3 separate regions of the Mus musculus genome follow, and all the other regions are linked to region 2. A link is a contact called in public Hi-C data. All regions are on one chromosome and are shown on one strand. Each heading gives the region's core, a stretch centred on a gene start, on an enhancer-like site or on the middle of the called end of the contact. The rest is flanking DNA. Distances are from core to core; before and after follow the strand shown. Region 1 overlaps Gm34081 (a long non-coding RNA gene). Region 2 has its middle 52 kb from the start of Mir3072. Region 3 overlaps Gm40576 (a long non-coding RNA gene).

What was found. A called contact is a pair of places that touch in the nucleus more often than the background predicts.
Region 1: a contact with region 2 is called in a Hi-C map of liver, with 4 times the contacts expected there. The contact joins two enhancer-like sites. A contact is called at or near these places in 1 of 15 datasets of contacts at CTCF or cohesin (the NIH/3T3 cell line) and 3 of 484 Hi-C or Micro-C datasets (all in liver).
Region 3: a contact with region 2 is called in a Hi-C map of liver, with 2.2 times the contacts expected there. The contact joins two enhancer-like sites. A contact is called at or near these places in 1 of 15 datasets of contacts at CTCF or cohesin (the NIH/3T3 cell line) and 1 of 484 Hi-C or Micro-C datasets (liver).

Annotation. Positions count from the first base shown.
Region 1 is chr12:109,530,295-109,533,367 of GRCm38.p6, reverse strand. The region is part of intron 2 of Gm34081 (a long non-coding RNA gene); the gene reads left to right. Among named protein-coding and RNA genes, the nearest start is that of Gm34081, 8.3 kb to the left of the region's middle. Within about 2 kb of position 1,572, at least 44 of the 459 cell types and tissues checked have an H3K27ac peak or open chromatin away from gene starts, as enhancers often do. A contact at or near this core is called in liver, where this site is marked.
Region 2 is chr12:109,797,830-109,801,066 of GRCm38.p6, reverse strand. No RefSeq gene overlaps it. Among named protein-coding and RNA genes, the nearest start is that of Mir3072, 52 kb to the right of the region's middle. Within about 2 kb of position 1,981, at least 27 of the 459 cell types and tissues checked have an H3K27ac peak or open chromatin away from gene starts, as enhancers often do. A contact at or near this core is called in liver, where this site is marked.
Region 3 is chr12:110,230,135-110,233,665 of GRCm38.p6, reverse strand. It overlaps Gm40576 (a long non-coding RNA gene), which reads left to right. Exons shown (of 3, transcript XR_001780704.2): 2 at 2,426-3,531. Among named protein-coding and RNA genes, the nearest start is that of Gm40576, 5.5 kb to the left of the region's middle. Within about 2 kb of position 1,540, at least 12 of the 459 cell types and tissues checked have an H3K27ac peak or open chromatin away from gene starts, as enhancers often do. A contact at or near this core is called in liver, where this site is marked.

The sequences.
Region 1 (3,073 bases), core at 323-2,822, 270 kb after region 2:
GGGAAATGAAACAACAGTGGTTCTTGAGGACCCATGCACTGAGAGAGATCGAGCCACTCCTTGTGTCTGCAAAAATATGAAAATTAACATCCATTCCACACATCCCCTGTGAACACAGAAAAAGACAGACTAGATTTTTTTAAAGCCTTCCCTACTAGCTAATTGAAAAAGAACTTTAATGACCGAAGTCCCTGGCAGGGGTCGTGGCAGGGGGCCCACTCAGGCCTGGGTGCCCCCAAAATACACCCAAAGTTTTCAAATGGTTACCCTGAATTCTGTAGACTTTCAAAAGAAGGAAAAACAAAAAAAGCTAGAAGGCCATTCACACAAGCTCATCTGCTAGTTCAAGGAACACAGGAGCGCCACGTACAAAGCATACAGGGCAGGGAGGCTGGCAGCACTAGAGATGCCAGGGACAAAATGACAAGCACCAGGGGGGAAGTGACTCTCTTCACATGCTCAGAGCCAGCAGGAAAGCTAACTGTGCCCTTACTGTGCCTGGGCTTCCCTCTAGGTACCTCTGCCTAGATCTCAAATAGACAGCTCTCAAGCCCAGCCTCTGGGGGTGGATGAGTGCCCCCCTCCCCACTTCTCTGCAAGGCCAAGTCAACAAGTGGGAAATTGTCATTTAGCTGACAGGGAGAGCTGGGTTGGGGGCTGGGATGCCCATGAAAAACTGGCGCTCTTGCCTGGGTGGGAACATCAGGAATGTGGGCCACGTCCTTTCCCGACAGCCTGGCCTTCTGTACGTTTCCCAGAAACTCGTTCTGTTTACATGGAGGGGCCTCTCCAGAGCAGGGGGCCACTCAGATCCTGTTTGCAGCCCTAACTCATTTTCTGTCTGGCTCCAGGAACAGGCATCCTGGAGTGTTGAACGTATGGCCACGTGGTCAGCCAAGAGATCCAAGCAAAACCCTCTGCCTTCCCGACTAGAGATGTCCCTGAAAGACTGCTCTAGGGTTCCCACAGGGCCTCACATACACCCCACCCAGCAGGCACAGACCCAGGCCCACTTATGGCTGTTTCCACAGCTGGAGCCTGGGCTGTCCTTCAGAGAACCTTGAGTAGATCTGCATGGAGGAGCCCCGCTGGGAAAGTCAGGAAGGGACAAGGGGCATTATACAACTCTTCTCTCCCACCTCATGAAATGAGGTGACAGAAGGGTGTGGTGTGTGGGAAGAGGAAGGAAGAAGATGATGGGGGAGGCAGGGAGACCAAGGTGACAGAGGACTGGCTGCTAAGACCAGATTGTCCTTTCACACTGTTCCTTGGCAGGAAAAGAAGGCTCTCACAGACATCTCAGGGATTGTAGTATAGCTAATGGGTGAATGTAGGATACCTTGGTCTCCTTGGGGCTTCTGCCTAAGACTAGCAGTGTCCAACCCAACCAAGTCCATGAGCTTTGTGCAGTAGGGGATAGCTGTGAGCGTGGCCTAACACAGAACTGTGAGCTTGCTTAAAACTACATTTCCTTTTACATTTCCTTTTAATTTGATTGCACAGTTGAGTGTGTACTTTGGCAATGACAGAGCCGTGTCGTAACGTCTGTCCTCTCACCCCTGGGAAAGAGTCCTGGGATCCCGTGTGGGCAGGAAGAGCAGCAAGGGCCAGAGGAGCTAGGGATAGCTGAGGCAGAGGAGCCTCGCTGTCCTGGGAATGTCAGTATTGCTAGAGCGTTCTTGTGACAGCGGTGTCCCTTTCAGGAGGTGATAGCTAGGCAAATTCCCTACTGCCCTTCCTTGATGCCTCTTTCTTGGGACTCCCTGTGGTCTAGTTGGTGACAAAGATGACAGAGGCTCTTGAAATGAGGAAACAGGCTGTTGAGTGGTTAGAATCCATTGGTTTCTAAGCACTTCTTGAGCTTTAACTTTGGACCTTTGCCAAGAGAGAAGGCAGGGTGTCACACTGTGAGGTTCAACCTATTCCAGATTGCTTCCAGCCCCCATTTCCTTCTAAAGTTAGTAGCCTCCCTTGGAGAATCCCAGGGGAAAGGCCTAGCTGGCCATATGGTGGATCACCCAGAGCTGGAGGCTGGTATCAAGTCTTGGAACTCACTAAGCTCAACAGATGTATCTGCAAGGGCAACCTGTAAGGTGATTCTTGCCTCCTTGGGACCCTCAAAAAGCCAGGTTGTGGTCTCAATACGATACGGCAACCAACGCTATAGTGGTTTCTCCTGGGCTAGAGCTGGGTCAGTAGAGGTTCAACTGTGAGGCTTAGGATGACATGGGACTTGAAAGCAACTGTGAATCCAGTGTGTGTGTGTGTGTGTGTGTGTGTGTGTACATACAAGCCTACATGTATGTGCAGAGAGATAAAGATAGTTTGCGGTTTTCAGGATGGTATGTAGCCTAGCGTAGTACCTCTAAGCAGTACTAAGAACCCAAGTACCTGCCCCCCCTCTCTGTTTGCACAGCCAAGACCTCAGGTCTGCCTAAACAGGAAAGGAAGCTGAGGCTTCCTTGTTCTGACTGCCCCATCCCCCCACCAAAGGCTGACCCATCCCCCACCACTGGCCGCCAGCAGGGATTTCCTGGGCTTAGGATCAGCCCATTCACTAGGAACCAAGAACCTTGGGGGAGGGTTAACCGGTCATCAATTTGCCATTTCTCATGAAAGGGAGGTTTTTGTGGGGGGAGGGGTGTGGAGGCCTCTGGCCTCTGGAGGGGGGGGGGGGGCGAGGTGAAGACCCCTGGCGAGCAACAGTGAAGCTTTCTCTAAATAAAGATGACCACAAAGTGGTGGATGGTAGTAGATAACCTGTTGTCTGAGAACAAAGAGCGGTGTAATCACAAACCAGAACGAATTGTGGTGAATCACGGGCAACGGTCACAAAAAGCTGCACTGGGACAGATTAGGACTGGAAAGCTAAGGGGACATACTCTCCACTGTGGCTAGTTACAACACCACGGAATTAGGTTGCGGCAAACCGCCGACAACTGGCAGACCTCAGGTAATTGACAACCTCGAGCCGACCACGGGTAATTGGCAACCATAGGCAGCTGACAGGCTGCAGTAAATGGCATGTGAGTGACTGGCAAACCCCAACTTAGCAAAAGAAGTTACTTCACAC
Region 2 (3,237 bases), core at 732-3,231:
TTAAAAATCTATTACACAGTGGTGATCGGAACACTATGGTACTGACATCCCAACTGGACACTTCAATCAATGTAACGGCACAGAGCATTCAAGGGCATATTCACACATCTCTATGCCAAAAGCATATGCTGGGGAAAAGACAGAGGCTTGAATACTTTGTGTCGGGAAAACTATATATTCATCTATATATTCATATCCAATAAGGAAACTGAACCATTATCAGACACCATATGCAAAGATCAACTTCCAAACTTTAAAACTTATTACATGTGTGGTTTGTATATGCTTGGCCCAAGGAATGGCACTGTTAGGAGGTGTGACCTTGTTGGAGTAGGTGTGGCTTTGTTGGAGGAAGTGTGTCACTGGGGGTGAGCTTTGAGACCCTCCTCCTAGCTGCCTTGAAGACAGTCTTCACCTGTTTGCCTTCATAATAAGATGTAGAATTTTCATCTCCTCCAGTGTGATGTCTGCCTGGATGCTTCCGTGCCTCCTGCCATGATGAAAATGGACTAAATCTCTGAACTTATAAGCCTGCTCCAGTTAAATGCTGTCCTTTATAAGAACTGCCTTGGTTTAGGTGTCTCTTCACTGCAGTAAAACCTTGAGACATTACATATGATCCCAAACTGTACAATCACTAGAAGAAAACAAGAGGGAGCAGTTTCCATGACATTGAGATATTTAGCCTTATATAACTTAGAGCACTTTTTTTAGGTAAGGTCTCACTATGCAGCCTTGACTAGCTTGTAACTCACTATTAGGACCAGGCTAGTTTGAAGACATAGAGATCCACCCTTCTTTACCTCCCAAGTGCGAGAATTAAAGGAGTATGCCACCACAGCCAGCAGCTTTGAGAATGAAATATATATATATTTATGTATATAAATATATATATATATAATATATATTTATTTTTAAGCCACATATCATAAGGTTAATATCTAAAGTACATAAGGAACTGAAATAATTCAACCAGGAGAAAACAAAATGCTAATTGTAGAATGAGCGAAGACATTTTTTCTTTAAATTTTTTTCTTTAATAATTTCATATATACATACCAAATGTTAGGTCATACTCACCCCTACCCCACTTCCTGCTTTCCTTCTTCAACTTTCTCAGGACTCCCTCCACATTCCCCTCCCATCTTCATGTCTTCTACACTTTTTAAAATAAGCCACTGAGTCAGTAACAATGCTTGTATGTCCATGGGTACAGGGTATCACCCACTGGTGCATGGGCCACCTATGATGAAACTTGACTGTCCTTCCTACAATGGCCATCAAATAACAATAGCTCCTCCATGTCTATCCATGTAAATGAATAAGTATGATATACCTGTACACAGTGGGCTATCATTCAAACTTTGAAAAGAATGGAATTCAGCCACTTATGACAGGCAGGGTAAGTCTGCAGGAAGCCAGAAACCACAAGATCACATTACAAGTGGCAACCAAGAATATTAACTTTGGATCTGGGAGGATGATGATTCAGTGTGTAAACTATGCAAGCACACTGCTGGGACCCCTCACCATGTGCTTGGGGAAGATTCTTCATTTCTAAATGGGCGCTACTTCCATCTAAGTGAAGCCAATAGAGACCATTCTCCACTCCACCCCTTTGATGGTCTATCAGAGTTCTCTTCACACCATGGGTCCAGGGATGCCCAAGTAGAGCAAGATAAATCTCTTGCCTTGCCACACCCTGCCAGATCCAGTGTGTCCTCACTTCTGCTTCTGCTCACTGAGCACATTTGGATCATGGCTCTCACTGTAGAGCCAGAAGCCCATTGGCCACCAGAAGCCGGGTGTTTGGCAGGCCCAAGTCAGCTCTGGGCAGTAAACACTTCCTACTGGCAGGAGGGGAAAGAAGCTCTGGTCTCAAGGGTCCTTGGTCTCTGCTTCTCTTTGCTGCTCCAAGTAGCCATTGAGGAATCTGGCCACCAAGAATGGGAACTCCCAAGCTGGCAGGACACACCGTCCAGGGGACCCTGGACTCTCCAGTAAGGTACACAGGTCTTGCTTCACTGTTGGGTAATGCTCCGTGGTTATGACCAGGATTTTGCAAGAAGCGATGTTTATGAGATATTTTACCACTGGCAATTTGCTTGTGGTTTTTGGTTGGTGCCAAACCAGTCTCCAAAGACTGGAGTTCTGGAAACACATGGGGGGGGGGGGGTGGCATATGAAACTGAGCCTGCTGCCCTCAGAGCTCAGACTTGAAGCAGAACTCGGTTCATACTGCCTCCTAGGGCATTACTTGGGCATCAAAGATATGTGCAGCAGGGCTCTGGTGCCCTCCATCATAAGTAGGTGCTCTCCACTCTGACCTCCAGCCCAGGTTCAGGCTGTTTGGCTACTGTCACACCTCCCACTTAATATCCTAGCCCCAGGGACCTGAGCTGAGGACCCAGGTCCTAGCTCTCCTCTAGGTCCCCCCATTGCCATTATCTCTAGGCTGTACTTAAGAATTCTTCCAGATACTGCCAGTCTTCCCTGAGTTCTTTCCCTAATATCCCAAGTCTCCACTGGCTTGATCCCTCTTCTTGAAAGGATATCCATTGCCATTGAGACCCTAAGCTATGCTTCATCCTCAGGACCACACCCCTCTGCCTCTACATGAACTATGGCAAAAGTTCCTGCCTGGAATGTTTGTGTCCCCTTTGTGCATCCTCTTCCTTTACCCTCAGAGTCATACCCCAATAGTGTCCAGAGTAGATGCCTTGACAGGAAGCCCAGAACATGTTGCAAGCCTCCATGGATCCTACCCTTTCTCAGCCCTTTCTCTCATGAATATACCTCCCCTGACTCCAACACCCTAGCCAGTCCCTCAAGCCTCTAGGGATATCCTCCAGAGCCTTCTGTCCTGCAAGTTTGCCATTCCAGCCTGCCCAGGCTTGGCTATGGTCACTGGAGTGGGTTGCACAGTTCTAGGTCCCAACAAATGCCATGAGTCCCCTTGGCCAGAAAGTGATTGTTTCCATGGTGATCACTGTGCTGCTTTGAGTTTGAAATGCCCACCATAGGCTCAGGCATTCAAACACTTGCTGCCCAGTTGGTGGTGCTGTATGGGGAGCTTTAAGTGGTACAGTCTTGCTGGAGGTGCATCACCAGGGCTGGGTTTTTCAGAGGTCTTAGCTTTATACTACCACCCACTCATTCTGTCCCATGCCTGTTTGAAATGCAATCTTTCAGCTTCCTGATCTGTCTGTCTTCTGTGTCTACCAACATGGGCTCCAA
Region 3 (3,531 bases), core at 291-2,790, 430 kb before region 2:
CGACCTTGTGCCATTGCCTATTTGGAGCCTTCTGTGACTCCACACAGTTTTTCAAAAGCCCACGCTGCTGGTGGTTGCAGACGCCTCCTGCCAGGCCAGCCAGCATCTCCCCTCCTTTCTTGCTAGATTCATCTCTCCTCGGGGTTGCAGCTGGCCAGGCCAGCCTTGCAACTGCACATGCTGTCTGTGGGATGCTGATATGCAATTGTGGACTCAGTAATTCTTTCCTTCCCCTGAATGTTGTGTTAGGTCCACACTGTTTTTGTGTAAGAACTACTTATCCGCAGGAGCCAACTGCCCAGGAAGCCTTTCCTAATTGTTCCTGCTCCTCAGGATTGCACCGCGTGGTGCATAGCCGGGCAGGATCACCTCTTACTTTGGGTGGAGCCTCCTTGAGGAAGACCGGATGCGTGCTAGATGCTTGTCTGGGACTCCAGTCTTCAACCCATACCATAGGATCATGCCGCCCTTAGCCCAACCTAGAACGAGAGGGATGCAGAGATCACTCCCGTACACTCTGAAAAGACATTTTCTCAAGCAGCTGGCAAGGCCCCCACTCACTCCGGAGGATTTTCCAATCTGCTCCGGAAAGGCCCAGTTCTTAGCGCATGGGATCATTTGGGGACATGGTCTTAGCCACAGGGAGGGGTGCTTTCCTTTGCTTGTCTTTCCCCTGATCATATAAAGTATGAGGTGAGAGGGGAGGGGTCCCCAAAGCCCTCCAGCCCTTGGAAAGCTTTGGATGTGGCCAGAGTTGCGCCCAGGGTAAGCAGCATCCTGTCTGGCCGCGGCTGCAATGAGTGATAGGTGGGAGGCCTGGGTCTCAGGGTGGCTGCCTGACTTTCCATCTCGTGTTCTTGGACTCGTGTGTCTGTGCGAGCTTGTTCTGGCTGCCCGAGCTGAGGAGTGGAGCCACAGGTGAGAGATGCCAGGGGCCGATGGGGCAGGGCGGGCTGTGGCCTCGGCCTCGTGAGGGGCATCTCTGGGGGTTTCCTGAAACAGAATGGAAACTGTTTGTATATGGGGTTTGTCCCTGGCTGGGCCTGGCAGCAGCTTGCATCTTCTGGGAGTTGTTTTGTTCATGGTAATTGGTGAGAAGTTTGCTTCTCAAATTCTGCCCAGAACCCCAAAGTGGAAGCGGGCAGAGGGCCAGTGTGAGTGGAGAATGCTCTTTTACAACACATTTTTATAGAAGCGTGTTTGGGATTGCTCTTTGGACCCAGCCAGTTTGGAATTTGATGCAATTCAACAGGACTGGGAAGGGCTCACCTTTGCCCTGGGGGCCTAGTAAGGTCCTGGAAGGAACAGGGACATCCCACTACCCTGGAGAGGGGTAGGTGGGGCTTCTTGGGACAGTAAACCTTCATGCTAATCACAGGAACACCTTACCTGGTTACAGCCAGATCCTCAGTTGTCCCCAGGTTGTCATTGGCCCAGCCAGTGCTGGAAGTAGAGAGAGGGGTTTACTTGGCTCCTTGGTCAGCCAGGCTGCAGCGGCTTCTGCCAAGCGCACAGCCAGGGTAACACGGAACATGCTTTCTGGGCTCTGCCCTCTGACCCTGAGCGGAGTTCTTTCTTTCTGTACCTAGTCAACCATGACGGAGCCAGACTGCTTGTTTTCCAGGGAACAATCTGGCAGCTGCAGAGAGGAGAGAGAGAGAGAGAGAGAGAGAGAGAGAGAGAGAGAGAGAGAGAGAGAGAGAGAGAGAGACGAGGTCCTTAGGGTGCTTCCGTGTATGTAGCAAAGTCCCTGGGAAAATGCTTTCATGAACCCGTGGCAAAGACAGGCTGCGCACACCACTTCTAGCCAGACGACAGCTTTGAGTCCTCTGAGTTTCTGAGCCTCAGTTTCTGTACTTGTTAAGCGGGGAGAAAACCAGACTACTCTCTAAAGCTATATCCTAGTTCAAATTTTTCTCCTGTCCCTCAGTTCCCTGACTCCCCCAACAAGGGGAGACTGTTAGACATCGGAGGGAACCTAATGTTAGATTCCGAGACAGATTAAAGAGACAGGAGAATGACCTCCATAGGCTGGACTGTTTATTTCTAACAGCAAGGGACAGACACAGAAGGAGAGGGGTGTCTGCTAAAGAGAAAGGGGATACTTGGGGTTTATGTGGGAGAACTGGGGAATGGGATGTTAAATGTGGCTTCTGGACCATGTGCAAGGCTGCAGTTTCTCTCTCCTGGAGTTGTCTGTCCAGACAAGGCTGTTTTATCTTTACAAACTGCGTTGCGCGAGCTATCAAGATGTGGGTCATAGTGGGCTTGGCGATGTCAGTGAGGGGAACAGGGCTAGAGTTTCAACACAGGGCTTAGTCAGGCTCTAGAAGAGCTGGTTCAAGGCTTGCTTACCCCAACAGAGACCAGGTAGAAAGCAGTTTCAGAAGAGATTTGGGGATTCTTCTTTTTTTTTTTTTTTCAGATCCTCATAGTTCAGACGGAACCCAACTTAAAAAACAGTTAGAGAGGACCAAACTTAGAAAGGAGGAAAAGTGGGGAAGAAGTTTAGCATCCACAGGCATGCATTCTCATCGTAAGTACACTGCACCACGAACAGGGCAGGAGTGATGGCCTCAGGCTACACTGCTTCTCCCTTGGTCCTCAGCCTGTGGGCAAGCTGGAATCTCCTGGCTGTCATGTGGTGTGGTACCCGGCAGCCTCTGCATGTTTACCCGCTGTGAGCACAGCCCTGGGAGGCAGAGCCTGTCTGTACTTTGGAGCTTCTTTCCCTGGTAGATCCTCCCAGAAGCCAATCAACGCTGGAGCGTGGAGCCGGGTACACACTCTGGTCTGTTCATACTCATCTCTGGCATGGAGGCTCTGAAGTTAGCGGTTAGTAATCTATTCCAGAGTCTAGCTGGAACATTTCACAGCCCTGGCTAGAGAGAGGTGGGCCAGGCACAGGTACCTTGGCATGTTGCCTCTGTGTGTGTCCATCTGTCCTTCCCATAGGGACCATCTTCATCAACATGATGCCAAATGCTCACAGGGCTGACTGCTAAGGCCAGTCTGCTAAGGACTGTGCTTCTCTCTTGACCTCACATCGCCTCGACGTCTCTGCTTGTGACAGACAGAAAGACAGACAGACAAGCTTATCTCACTTTAGAGAGATGGAGTTTGGAGCTGGTAGAGGTTACATCACATGCCGGAGATCATCCAGCTGGGGTTAGCAGAGCCTGGAGGCCACCTTATGTCACCTGACTCCAGACACACGTGTGTGCCCCTCCCCTATCCCAAGTTCCTAAGGCTAGGGGAACTCTGCGGGTTTCAAGGCAATTTCAGATGTGTCCGGACAGCTCTTTTATATAATGGCACATTTTTTTTCATGTGTATTAGAAAAAAATATTCCAACAAATTTGGATTTTTATTGAGAGTGTTGTCTAGCAGAAGGCAGGTTTAAAACTTGAGACTATTTTGGATTGAATCTAAGGAAAATATTAAGTAGAAAGCGGTGGAAATTGGAGGATGGCGAAGATTAGCCTTGAAATAAGATGTACTGCTGCACAGAGCCACCTCTGCCAGGCACCC